3 separate regions of the Mus musculus genome follow, and all the other regions are linked to region 2. A link is a contact called in public Hi-C and Micro-C data. All regions are on one chromosome and are shown on one strand. The core of a region is the stretch at or near the end of the contact, and the rest is flanking DNA. Distances in the headings are between cores, read along the strand shown. Region 1 has its middle 21 kb from the start of Gm35359. Region 2 holds the start of Arl8b (ADP-ribosylation factor-like 8B). Region 3 has its middle 16 kb from the start of Gm6749.

Region 1 (3,375 bases), core at 229-2,728, 73 kb before region 2:
CTAAATACTCATTTTTTTTTTTTCCTTCGAGACAGGGTTTCTCTGCGTAGCCCTAGCTGTCCTGGAACTCATTTTGTAGACCAGGCTGGCCTCGAACTCAGAAATCTGCCTGCCTCTGCCTCCCTAGTGCTGGGATTAAAGGTGTGCACCACCATGCCCAGCATTTCTGTATTTCAAAATATGTTTTAGTAAGGGTTATTTTGCTTCTCTAACCCTGAGGTGGTTCACAGACTCCTGATCCAGGCACAAGGTTTCCTCGTGATTGGGGGTTAATAATCTCAAATTTACCAACCCATAATTAGAGATTCGGTGCTTAGTCTTAGGGCAGTCACAGTGGAGCATCAGAGGAAAAAAATCACACATGCTGCATGCCGTATTAGCTGCTGTTCTGGCAGGTGCTCGGTAATGGCTAGAGAGCGGGAGTTGACTTGACTTCCTAGGAGATCGCCCACGAACTGGATAGTTCCTCGGAAAAGGTGACAGCAGCACTTGAGTCATGGCGAAGACGAAAGGAGGTCTTTTACCCGTGTAACTTTGCAAGTTACACCCTGACCGCTTAACAAATGTTTACTTAAGCGAATTAATACTAACACTGCCTTCGATAAGAGCTGATGAGGTCGGGAAATCTTAGAGAGTCCTAAGAAAATTGGGGAAAGAAGCCGACAAGAGGAGAAGCAGGAAGAAGAGGAGAGGGAAGAGGGGGAGGAGGAAGAAACTTTTGCTAGCTAGCCACGTGCTTTCAAAGCTTTTCTCTGGACTAAGACGCCTCCAGCTTTGAAATCGCATCACAGAAATTGGTTCCCTCATCCCTCCCACCCATCCCTGGGGCCAAATTCAGGGACCCGTGGCTGCTGTTTTCCTTGACCCAGCACCCCACACAGTCAGTGTTTTCCTGAGTCGGCCATGCCCCGGTCATTTCTTGTGGGCGAATTGGCCTCTCCGGGGCTGTCAGGATGCTGTTCGTCTCCATGACAACAGCGTGTGCGAATGAGGAGATGCAGCATACTGAGTGGTGTCATCCTAAGAAACCAACCCCCACCACTCCCACACTTCTGGGGCCCGGACCGCAGGAAGTGGAATTCTTCTGGGAAAGAGGCTGACGTCGCTGGTGGCCAGGCCCCTGCCCCAGCCCCAGCAGGCGCTGATGCAAGCGCAGCCCGCCAGTGGCAGGCAATCCCCAAGGACCTGGCGCAGCTCTGTGTCTTGTTCCTTTCCGGCCACCCCGCCCAGTTTTCTCTTTGGAGTAAATAGCTTCTGGGTGGTTTCTCACCCAAAGACGCAGTGCAGGTGGGGACAATGTGTCTTTCCTCAAACCAAGTCTCTGTGGCTCTTCCCAGATTGGGATAGGAGGAATCTGAATACCCAGACTGGCCATTTTTGGGTCAATATGGAAGGCGTCCAGAGCTCCTTCTCTCACTTGGACCGCCCAGGTGGCCTGGGATACCAATGTCAGCTGGTGCCAAGGAAACCGCCCGGATCACGAGGGATCCTTGTGGACCGATCAGGAGTCTGTGAACCGCCTCGGGGTTAGAAGTGGTCCAGCCATGGCCGGTCTCCATCGCCCTCTTCTGGGCAAAAAGGAGAATCGTTCTAAAATTCTGTCTGGGACCTCCCAGACCTTTAGAGAGGGCTAGGAGAGTTGGCAGGGCTGGGGTGCGACAGATGTCTCCACAGTAAAACAGATCAGGAAATGGAGGCCCAGAGAGGACAGAGATATGCCCATAGTCTCTCAGCCACGCTAGGAACTAGTCAGGACCAGAATTTGCGTTTTATGTTCACCGCACAATCTGTTTTTGCTGTTTTAAGATTTTAAGACAGGGTCTCTCTTTGTATTAGGGGAGAGAGGGAGAGAGGGAGGGTAAAGGGAGGGAGTAGAGAGAGACAGACAGAGACAGAGAGAAGAGACACAGAGACTAAGATATAGAGGGAGAACTGATCTAAAGGTCAGAAAACAGTTTGTTAGATTCAGGTCTCTCTTTCCACCGTGTTCGTCTTAGGAATTAACTCAGGTCAACAGGCAAGGTGTCAAGACTTTACCTGTAAAGCCATCTCCCATCCTGCATCCTAGAATTATAGCCATGGATTCCGCAACACCTAGATTACTACTTTTAAATGAATTGTGCTGGGGTGTGTGTGTGTGTGTGTGTGTGTGTGTGTGTGTGTGTGTGTGTGTGAGAGAGAGAGAGAGAGAGAGAGAGAGAGAGAGAGAGAGAGAGTTTCTATGAAGTTTGTGCATGTAGGATGTAGGTGGCTGTGCAGGCCAGAAGGGGGCGTCAGATACCCTGGACCTCTACAGGAGCCATAAAAGTGCTCTTAACCAATGAGTCATTTCTCCAACCCCAAATTAGAGATACTTTTAAAACTTTCACAGTTTTAATTTCTACTACCGCTAAGATGTAACCCACTCAATGAAGCTTATCTGGGCACTCAAGTATTTAGAGTGGAAATGAGTTTTAATCCTGAAGCCTGCGGTGTAGGGTGGCTCCCTCTCTGTCAGTAATACTGTCCTCTTTTAATCACAATTGCTCTCATAGAGGACATTACTTGTTTTATTTTGAATGTGTTTAGTACTTTGTGAAAAAGCAGATTTGGGTTCTGTGGGCCTGAGGTGGGGCTGCAGCTCTATATTTCTAGCAAGTTTCCAAACAGCTACTGATCTGGAACCCACATTTTGAGAACTGAGCTTCTAGACTTTGGTCTACATGCTAAAATTAATGCCTATGTCTGTTCTGTGTTAGCAATGAGAAGGTTTCCACAATTAAGCTGAGAGTGGAGGGGGTGGGGAGAGAGAGAGAGATATGCTGGAAAGAAAAATGGTATAAAGGCTATGAAGAAGTAGGAGCCAAATGCTGAAAGTTACTGACAGGAGACATTAAACTTACCTCAGTTACAGATCTATAAAAAACTAGGGTCTTTCCCAGGTCTCAAAGCACATACTGAGTAGTTGAATGGTGAGAATTTCACATGTCCAATGCAAAAAGAAAAAAAAAAGCCTAAAAAAGACAACACAATTTGCACAGAGGCTGGGAGTGTGGCTCAGGTCCTGAACACCTGCTTGGGATGCATAAGGTCCTGGGTTCGCTCCCCCAACGCTTTAAAAACAACCCAAAACTTCCTAGGGGGTGGTTTGTGGGGGATTTCTCAATATGCCATGTAACTTTTTGGTTTTCAGTGAGGTGGAAAATATCTTAAAACCAAACTGTCACTGCTTCTGCTATCTAAATTGGGGTGTTAATAAAATTTACATCAGCGGAAAAATGAAGCTCTACCCTGGGTCTTTCTGCTTACAGAATGGAAGAAAGAAGACCAGATGGTTTGGCTTCCAAGGAAGGAGCCATAAACCCAGATGTGTCCAGACATCGAGGTGGCTTGTGC
Region 2 (3,132 bases), core at 470-2,969:
CACCATGGAGGTCAACAACTGTCTGTCTGTAACTCCAGTTCCAGGGGACCCAATATCCTCTTCTGCTTTTCTCAGGTACCACATGCATGTGGTGCGAAGACACATGTGCAGGCAAGTCACACACACAGTAAAAACAATTAAGTCTTCAGGCTACCTTCTGTCTTCCCATCTTGTATAATCAAGTCCAAACTCGTGCCACCATATCCCACTCCCTCTGGTCCCTGAATTCTCTTCCACCTCTCCCTACTCCAGGCTTCCACCGATCTTTGCCAGTGTTGGGTACTGTCCAGAGAATAACCTACAATAGCTACACTTTTGGTTTTAAATGAACTTCTTAAGTGTACAGCAAGTGAAAGTAAAAGGATAAATAGCAAGTAGTAGACTGGTAGCCCCACTCCATCAAACTGCAAGGTCACAACATCCAGCAGAGATGACTAGAGTAGCTGATGGAGAGAGCTAACAAAGAAAGCATCCATTAAGTTAGAGATTTACAAATATGAAGCAGAAATCAACTGGGGAAGTTGGGGCAGCCAGCTGGAGTTCCTTTTTAAAAATATATTTTCAGTTAAAATATAATTCCATCATTTCCCCCTCGCCCCAGGCACACCATCCTTCAAAGTCCAAACCACTTCACTGTCCTTCCCCATTCAGGGTCTTTTCCTGGAATGTGCTTCTACCAAACGTCAGCCTGCTTCTCCTTCTCACTTCCCTCAAGCCTTTCCACTCAGGACCACCTGACTTAAAGACAAGCAGGCCGGCTCCAGCTTCTTCTCTGTTCCTCTTCTTTATAGTGTTAAGTACCACGTGGCATTTTCTCGTTTGTTTGCTGTATATGTTCTGTTCTCCACACTGGACTGTAACCCGCAGGAGGGCAGGGATTTTGCTGTCACTAATGTTTTGCTGTGTTAGAAACAAACCCTGTGTCTTTCACATGCTGGGAAAGAAATTTTCCCTATTAATTAATTCATTTATTTATTCACTTTACATTCGGATCACTGCCTCTGCCCCATCCTCCCTTGAGCCCTAGTTAGACCCAGAGTGCTCCATACAGGCCAGGCAAGCATTCTACCACTGGGTTACATCCCCATCCCAGATTCTGATTTTTTTTTTTTTTTATTCCGTGTTCAATTCCTCCGAGTATTAACTTTTTCCTTCAGGGTACATTGCCAATGAACAATTATAGGAAAATTCAATCAAAAAGTGAACGAGGACCAACTCTTTGTTTTTTTTTAAAGATTATTATTATTTATGTGTTTCGTTGTGGGAGTATGCGCATATGTTTGCAGAATGTACAAGGTCAGAAAGCCCTAGATCTGGATCCCCCAGAGTTGAAGTTACAGGCTGATGAGGGCTGCCAGGTGTGGGTGCTGGGTCCTGAACTTGGGTCTTCTGAAAGAGCCTCAAGCACTTTTAACCACCGAGTCATTTCTGTAACCCCACCTTCTGTGTTTATTGAACTCTTGATCCTCCTGCCTCCACCTCTCAAGTACTGAAATTGTTGACATGCGTTTGCTGGGAGACCCATAATTTGGGGGGAAAAAAAAAAAGAAAGAAAGAAAAGAAAAGAGGAAAGGCATGTGACAAGTGAATTGGCACCAAGGCGAGGGAAGGGTGTGTCGTGGGATTCACCATCAGGTGGCGATGTCGCCGGAGGGCGCTGGGAGTCTACGGGACCGCGCCGCTCTTTCCGTGCGCTTCCGCGCCTGCGCTGGGCCAGGCGTGGGGGGGGTAGGGCGAGTCATATGACCCGCTGGGCTTCCTGGCTCCGGCCGTCGCTGCCGCCAGCCTCTGTCTGCCCGCGTCGCGCCAGGGGCCCCGCCGAAGAGCCGTTGGCGGGTTCGGGGCCGATACCCGCTCGTGGGAAAGAGTGTCCGCTGTCGTCCGCGCCCGTCCACGCTCGCAGCCGGCCGCCGCCATGCTGGCGCTCATCTCCCGCCTGCTGGACTGGTTCCGTTCGCTCTTCTGGAAGGAGGAGATGGAACTGACGCTCGTGGGGCTGCAGTACTCCGGCAAGACCACCTTCGTCAATGTCATCGCGGTGAGCAGCCCTCTGCGGGCGGCCTGGCCGGCGTCTCGCGCCTGTCACCTCCCCGAAGGCCGGGCCGGGCGATCCTGCGTGTGTGGGCCTCGGAGTTGTAGCCGGAGGGTCGGCAGCAGGAGGGTCAATTCCACGTTGCGTTTTGGTGGTGGTGGTGGGGGCTGTGCCTTTAACACGGCCTGGAAAGGGTTAATCCGAGTCTGCCACACTTGCTGCCTTTCGGGCCGTAGAGGCTGAAGGGTTAATTCCAACCTGTCACTTGTTCACCCGGACGGGTGAGCCTGGCCTTTTCCAGAACGCCTGCGAAGGGGACGCCTCTCCTAAGTCTCCACTTGGGACGATGGAGTCGCATTGTGAAAGCAGGCAACCCGTGTGGGCGCTTCTGTGAATGCCAGGGGGAGCCTCGGCGCCTCCAGTTCGCTTGGTCTTTGTCACTTGTCCATGGAGCGTCGGAGAGCAAACTGATGACCTAGCTTACTGGGGGAAGCTGTTGGAGAGACCATTCAGATCCCAGTATTTTCTAAGACAGGGAGCAAGGGCGAGGCGAGTCTCGGTTTCTCCACAGCTGATTGTGTTAAACGGGTAGATAGATGGATCTGCATTCAACATAAAGTTTGCAGGCTTTGGTCTTTAGAGAGATTTTTTTTTTTCTTCCCTCTTGCAGAAGGAATTTGTTTGGATTGGGACGTAGCTTATGGAGGCTCAGGGAAGTTGCCTAGTAAATATAATGTGAATTCGGTGGGAGAGTGGTCGTTGAGTTTTGCGTCTTTGATTGGTTGGGAAAGGAATGGGCGTGAATGTCAGTCTTTGGAGCCAAGGAGTCATTGCACAGTTTTAGGGCTGTACTTAGAGGGTTGAGCTTTACAATTGTTCTGATGAGAAGTGGCGGCAGTTCCTAGACCTTCAAGAGGATTGTTGCAATCCTCACACAGGAGACAGCTGAGCTGCCCGACTGGTTTGGCTACACACTGCCCTGGGAAAACCTAGGTAACGTGTGACTCAGTCCCTGTAGTAATAGAGCAACAGGCGTCAGAGAGAGGAGCGGAGGCTCAAATCTCTTTCGAAGATGGCTGAATATATAAGTGTAAGGAAAC
Region 3 (3,464 bases), core at 261-2,760, 110 kb after region 2:
TGTGCCTGGTGTAAGGGCATCCTTTAACAGGTAGCAATTGTGATTCTCCTTAGAAAGAGACTCACTGAGATCTGGAACAGTGACTGCCAGTTTTTCCCCTAGACTTGAAGTCCTGCTCATCTTACCCCACCCCTATTTCCTGGTTCAGATGTTGGGTTATTTTGATGAAGAAAGCTAGATGCTGTCATGACTCAGTATTAGTCAGCGTTGCCACTTGCCTTGGGTGGTTTGCTTCAACCCTCCAGGCCTCAGTTATCTCCTAGCAAGACTGTGCCTTCTTTTGGGAAGTTGTGGGATGAACTTAAATAAGTGGCAACATTGCTGTCAGATAGCAAGCAACTCAATGCAGGGGGAGCTTGATCCTATTTGCCTGTACCAGGTCCTTGTCCTGCCTCACATCAATTTTCCGTTTGCTGTTTACTCTCCATCCTCAGGTCTCAGTTTGAACGGCAGCTTCTTAAGGAGGACTTCTTTGGTCATGACATGTGTGCAAAGACGTCTTCCTGTTACCTTTCAACAATTCTGCTATACACTTATGCCTGTATTATGCACGTTTGTCATCTGTCTTCCCTGTCACACCCTTAACTGTATGATGTCAGAGCAGCCCCTCTCTTGCTTTCTGTAGTACACCTAGTGCCAAGCACATCCTATGTCTGCAGGGGACAGTTATTGAATGAATCATAATTATAATTGGTGTGACAAAAGGCTGAGGCAGTATTAAGGTGGGTTTCTGACAATTTAAACTTTCAAGTAGGCTATCCTTAATTGGGTATAATCTTAAGCAAACCCCCAAGTACCAAATTCTCCCTTTTTATAATTACAGGCAGGCTCCGGAATTCTGATGCTTCGGAAATGGGAGGGGACATCCAGTGTCTAGATGGGTTATTTGCATTTTAATTTTATTCCCGTATTGTCTCCTCTCTTGCTGGAATACCCTTTATGAGTTTTAGGCTTTTTCTTTTGCCAACCATGCACCAGTTTTTCTATCAAAAATGACTAATACTGTCCAGCATGTACCATGTGCCAAGCACCCTGCCAAGGCCTTCACATGTGATTCACTACAGTCACGCTTTGAGTTCAAGTCATGATTTCCATTTTCAGAAAATAGCATTGGACTATGACAATGGTTTTTGGGGAGAGAGAGGGGGGTGAGATAGAAGGAGAGGGAGGAGGTGAGGGTGGAGAGAGAGGGATCAAGAGCAGATAGAGATGAGAGAGACAGAGAGAGACAGAGAGAAAGAGAATGAATACTGGCAAGAATGGATATGGAAGAAATGATGATCAGAGCTGGGTATTATAACAGAGGGGTCAAACAAGCATAAAAGAGAAATTCCAAGTCCAAGACGTTCACTTAAGAACTCTGACATCCGGAGATAAGCAGCAGATGTGCCAAGGGTTTGCCCTCAAGCGCCACTGACACGGAGATCTTGGCTGTGTTCTGCTGGAGTTAGCATGGCGTGCCCTACTTAAGGTTTACTGGTGAGGAGGAGGCAAGGAACACCCATCACCGAGAAGCCCAGGCAGGCAGAGGCCTGCAAAAGTCTCTTTCCTTTACTTCCTCACAGAGGGCGACTCAGTAGTAAAGGGACCAGCGGAATCAGATGCATCTTCCCAAGGCTCCTTCACCAAGACTGTTCTTTGAAAATGGGACAGAAACCTCTGAAATGCCAAGTGATAGGGTTTTTGCCAAGGCAACAGAATGCTAAGGACTTCAAGCAAAGATTCTTATTACAAAAAGGTGCTAAATTCTGGAATCGAGTTTAATTATACCTGAGGTATTTCTGACTTGCTGTGTGGGTGGAGGCTCTGCCTCTCTTTCTATTGCTGCTATTATCACATGGCTGTACAGCTTAATTTTTCCCACCATGGAGCTTTTTAGTCAACTTTCCAGTCTCTCCCAGCCAACTACCCCTGGGAGGTAGTCTCTGACAAAGAACTCACCCGCCAACAAAAGTTGCTCCCCACTCTAGTCTCTATTAGCAATCAGGTTATCTGCCCTGGGTAATCATCAGGTTTAATCATTCGTGAGTCAATTGCCAGGACGGTGTGGGGGCCAGCGTCATATACTCCAGAGGCCAAATCTGTGAAGCACGGATGTGCGTGTCAAAGCAACACTGGCTGAAAAGTGCTTTTTGTGTTGGCTTTGGGAGTGGGGAGACATGGAAAATGTGGATCGCAGCTCACCCTGCCTAATGGGAGCCCTCCTGATGGATCCGCTCTTCTTTTAGAGATGCTAGAATTCCTTTATTGCTGTATATGCTATGCTCCATCTCTCAACTTCGGCTGCTCTCCATTTTTTTGCAGGCCGCCTCTGAATAATTTACAATCAAGCATTTCTCAGTGCTTCTGCAGGTCAGCAGGTGCACCATTGATGGAGTTATTTTCTCTATCAGTACATCCAGCAGCGGTTAGCGCTGGTGTGTGTGTGTGTGTGTGTGTGTGTGTGTGTGTGTGTGTGAGAGAGAGAGAGAGAGAGAGACAGAGAGAGAGAGAGAGACAGAGACAGAGACAGAGACAGAGACACAGAGAGAGAGACAGAGAGAGAGAGAAAGAGAAAGAGAGAGACAGAGAGAGAGAGAGAGAGAGACAGACAGACAGACAGACACACACACACACACAGAATGTGTGTGGCATGGCAAATAAAGGCCATATTTGTTGTTGTTGTTTGTTTCCTTGTGTCAAACCTTGAACCTCATTCAGAGGAAATCCACTGGCCTTAATGTGAAAGCAAAGCCTGTTGGGTCTCAGGAAGTCTTTGCTCTTTGCTAGCTCAGCAGCTTTTCTCGCTTGCTTTACTCCTGCAGTGTTGACCTTCATGTTATGTCTATTTTTTTGATGCTTTTAAAATAAGTGACTACAAACACAGTGTCTCACAACACCACCCATCTATTAAGGTCTTGCTGTTTTACAGGTTGGGAGCATGGGCAGATGAGCTCTGTTTTCTGGCTAGTTTGCCAAAGCTAAAATTCAAGTGTCATCTGAGCTCAGTGTTATATCTGGATGTGCTGGTGTGTGTGTGTGTGTGTGTGTGTGTGTGTGTGTGTGTGTGTGATGCAAGTCTTGGGTTTAGTCAGGGCATGGGCAGAATTCAGTTCCCTTCAGTTGGAAGACCTGGGTTCAGTGCAGTTCGTTACCTGAGAGCCTCTCTCAGCTCCTAGAGACTTCCTGGATTCCTTATCACATGACCTTCTCCATCTTTATGTCAACAAGGATGTGTTGTGGGCTCCTCTCCCTACTGTTGGTGCTAGCGAGAGAAAAATATCTGCTTTTACACGCTCCTCATGATTGGGTTAGGCCCATCTTAGTATTCTTATTAAAGTCCCGTCTCCCCCCACCCTCCGCCTCCCTGCCTGCCCTGCCTTTTTAAAGATCGGCTCTTGCTGTGTGGTCCAGGCTAGCCCCAAATCCTAGATCCCTTGACCCCTTGGTTTTAGGCTCCTGAGTGCTGTGATTGTTATGGTTTT

The links. Hi-C and Micro-C count contacts between places; a contact is called where the count stands out from the background.
Region 1: a contact with region 2 is called in a Micro-C map of embryonic stem cells, with 2.5 times the contacts expected there. The contact joins the enhancer-like site here to the promoter of Arl8b in region 2. A contact is called at or near these places in 4 of 484 Hi-C or Micro-C datasets (embryonic stem cells, muscle stem cells and stem cell-derived neural progenitor cells), 5 of 115 datasets of contacts at active chromatin or transcription factors (the SCID.adh cell line, bone marrow-derived macrophages, embryonic stem cells and 1 more) and 2 of 9 other capture datasets (adipose tissue and liver).
Region 3: a Hi-C map of muscle stem cells shows a contact between it and region 2, with 2.4 times the contacts expected there. The contact joins the enhancer-like site here to the promoter of Arl8b in region 2. A contact is called at or near these places in 3 of 39 promoter capture datasets (the 3T3-L1 cell line, liver and pre-B cells), 2 of 484 Hi-C or Micro-C datasets (muscle stem cells and nephron progenitors), 1 of 115 datasets of contacts at active chromatin or transcription factors (large pre-B cells) and 3 of 9 other capture datasets (adipose tissue, liver and pancreatic islet).

What each region holds. Positions count from the first base shown.
Region 1 is chr6:108,708,598-108,711,972 of GRCm38.p6, forward strand. No RefSeq gene overlaps it. Among named protein-coding and RNA genes, the nearest start is that of Gm35359, 21 kb to the right of the region's middle. Within about 2 kb of position 1,479, at least 248 of the 459 cell types and tissues checked have an H3K27ac peak or open chromatin away from gene starts, as enhancers often do. A contact at or near this core is called in the SCID.adh cell line, adipose tissue, bone marrow-derived macrophages and 4 more, where this site is marked.
Region 2 is chr6:108,781,340-108,784,471 of GRCm38.p6, forward strand. Arl8b (ADP-ribosylation factor-like 8B) reads left to right here and starts at 1,720. Exons shown (of 7, transcript NM_026011.3): 1 at 1,720-2,038. The coding sequence starts at 1,916.
Region 3 is chr6:108,895,136-108,898,599 of GRCm38.p6, forward strand. No RefSeq gene overlaps it. Among named protein-coding and RNA genes, the nearest start is that of Gm6749, 16 kb to the left of the region's middle. Within about 2 kb of position 1,511, at least 30 of the 459 cell types and tissues checked have an H3K27ac peak or open chromatin away from gene starts, as enhancers often do. A contact at or near this core is called in muscle stem cells, where this site is marked.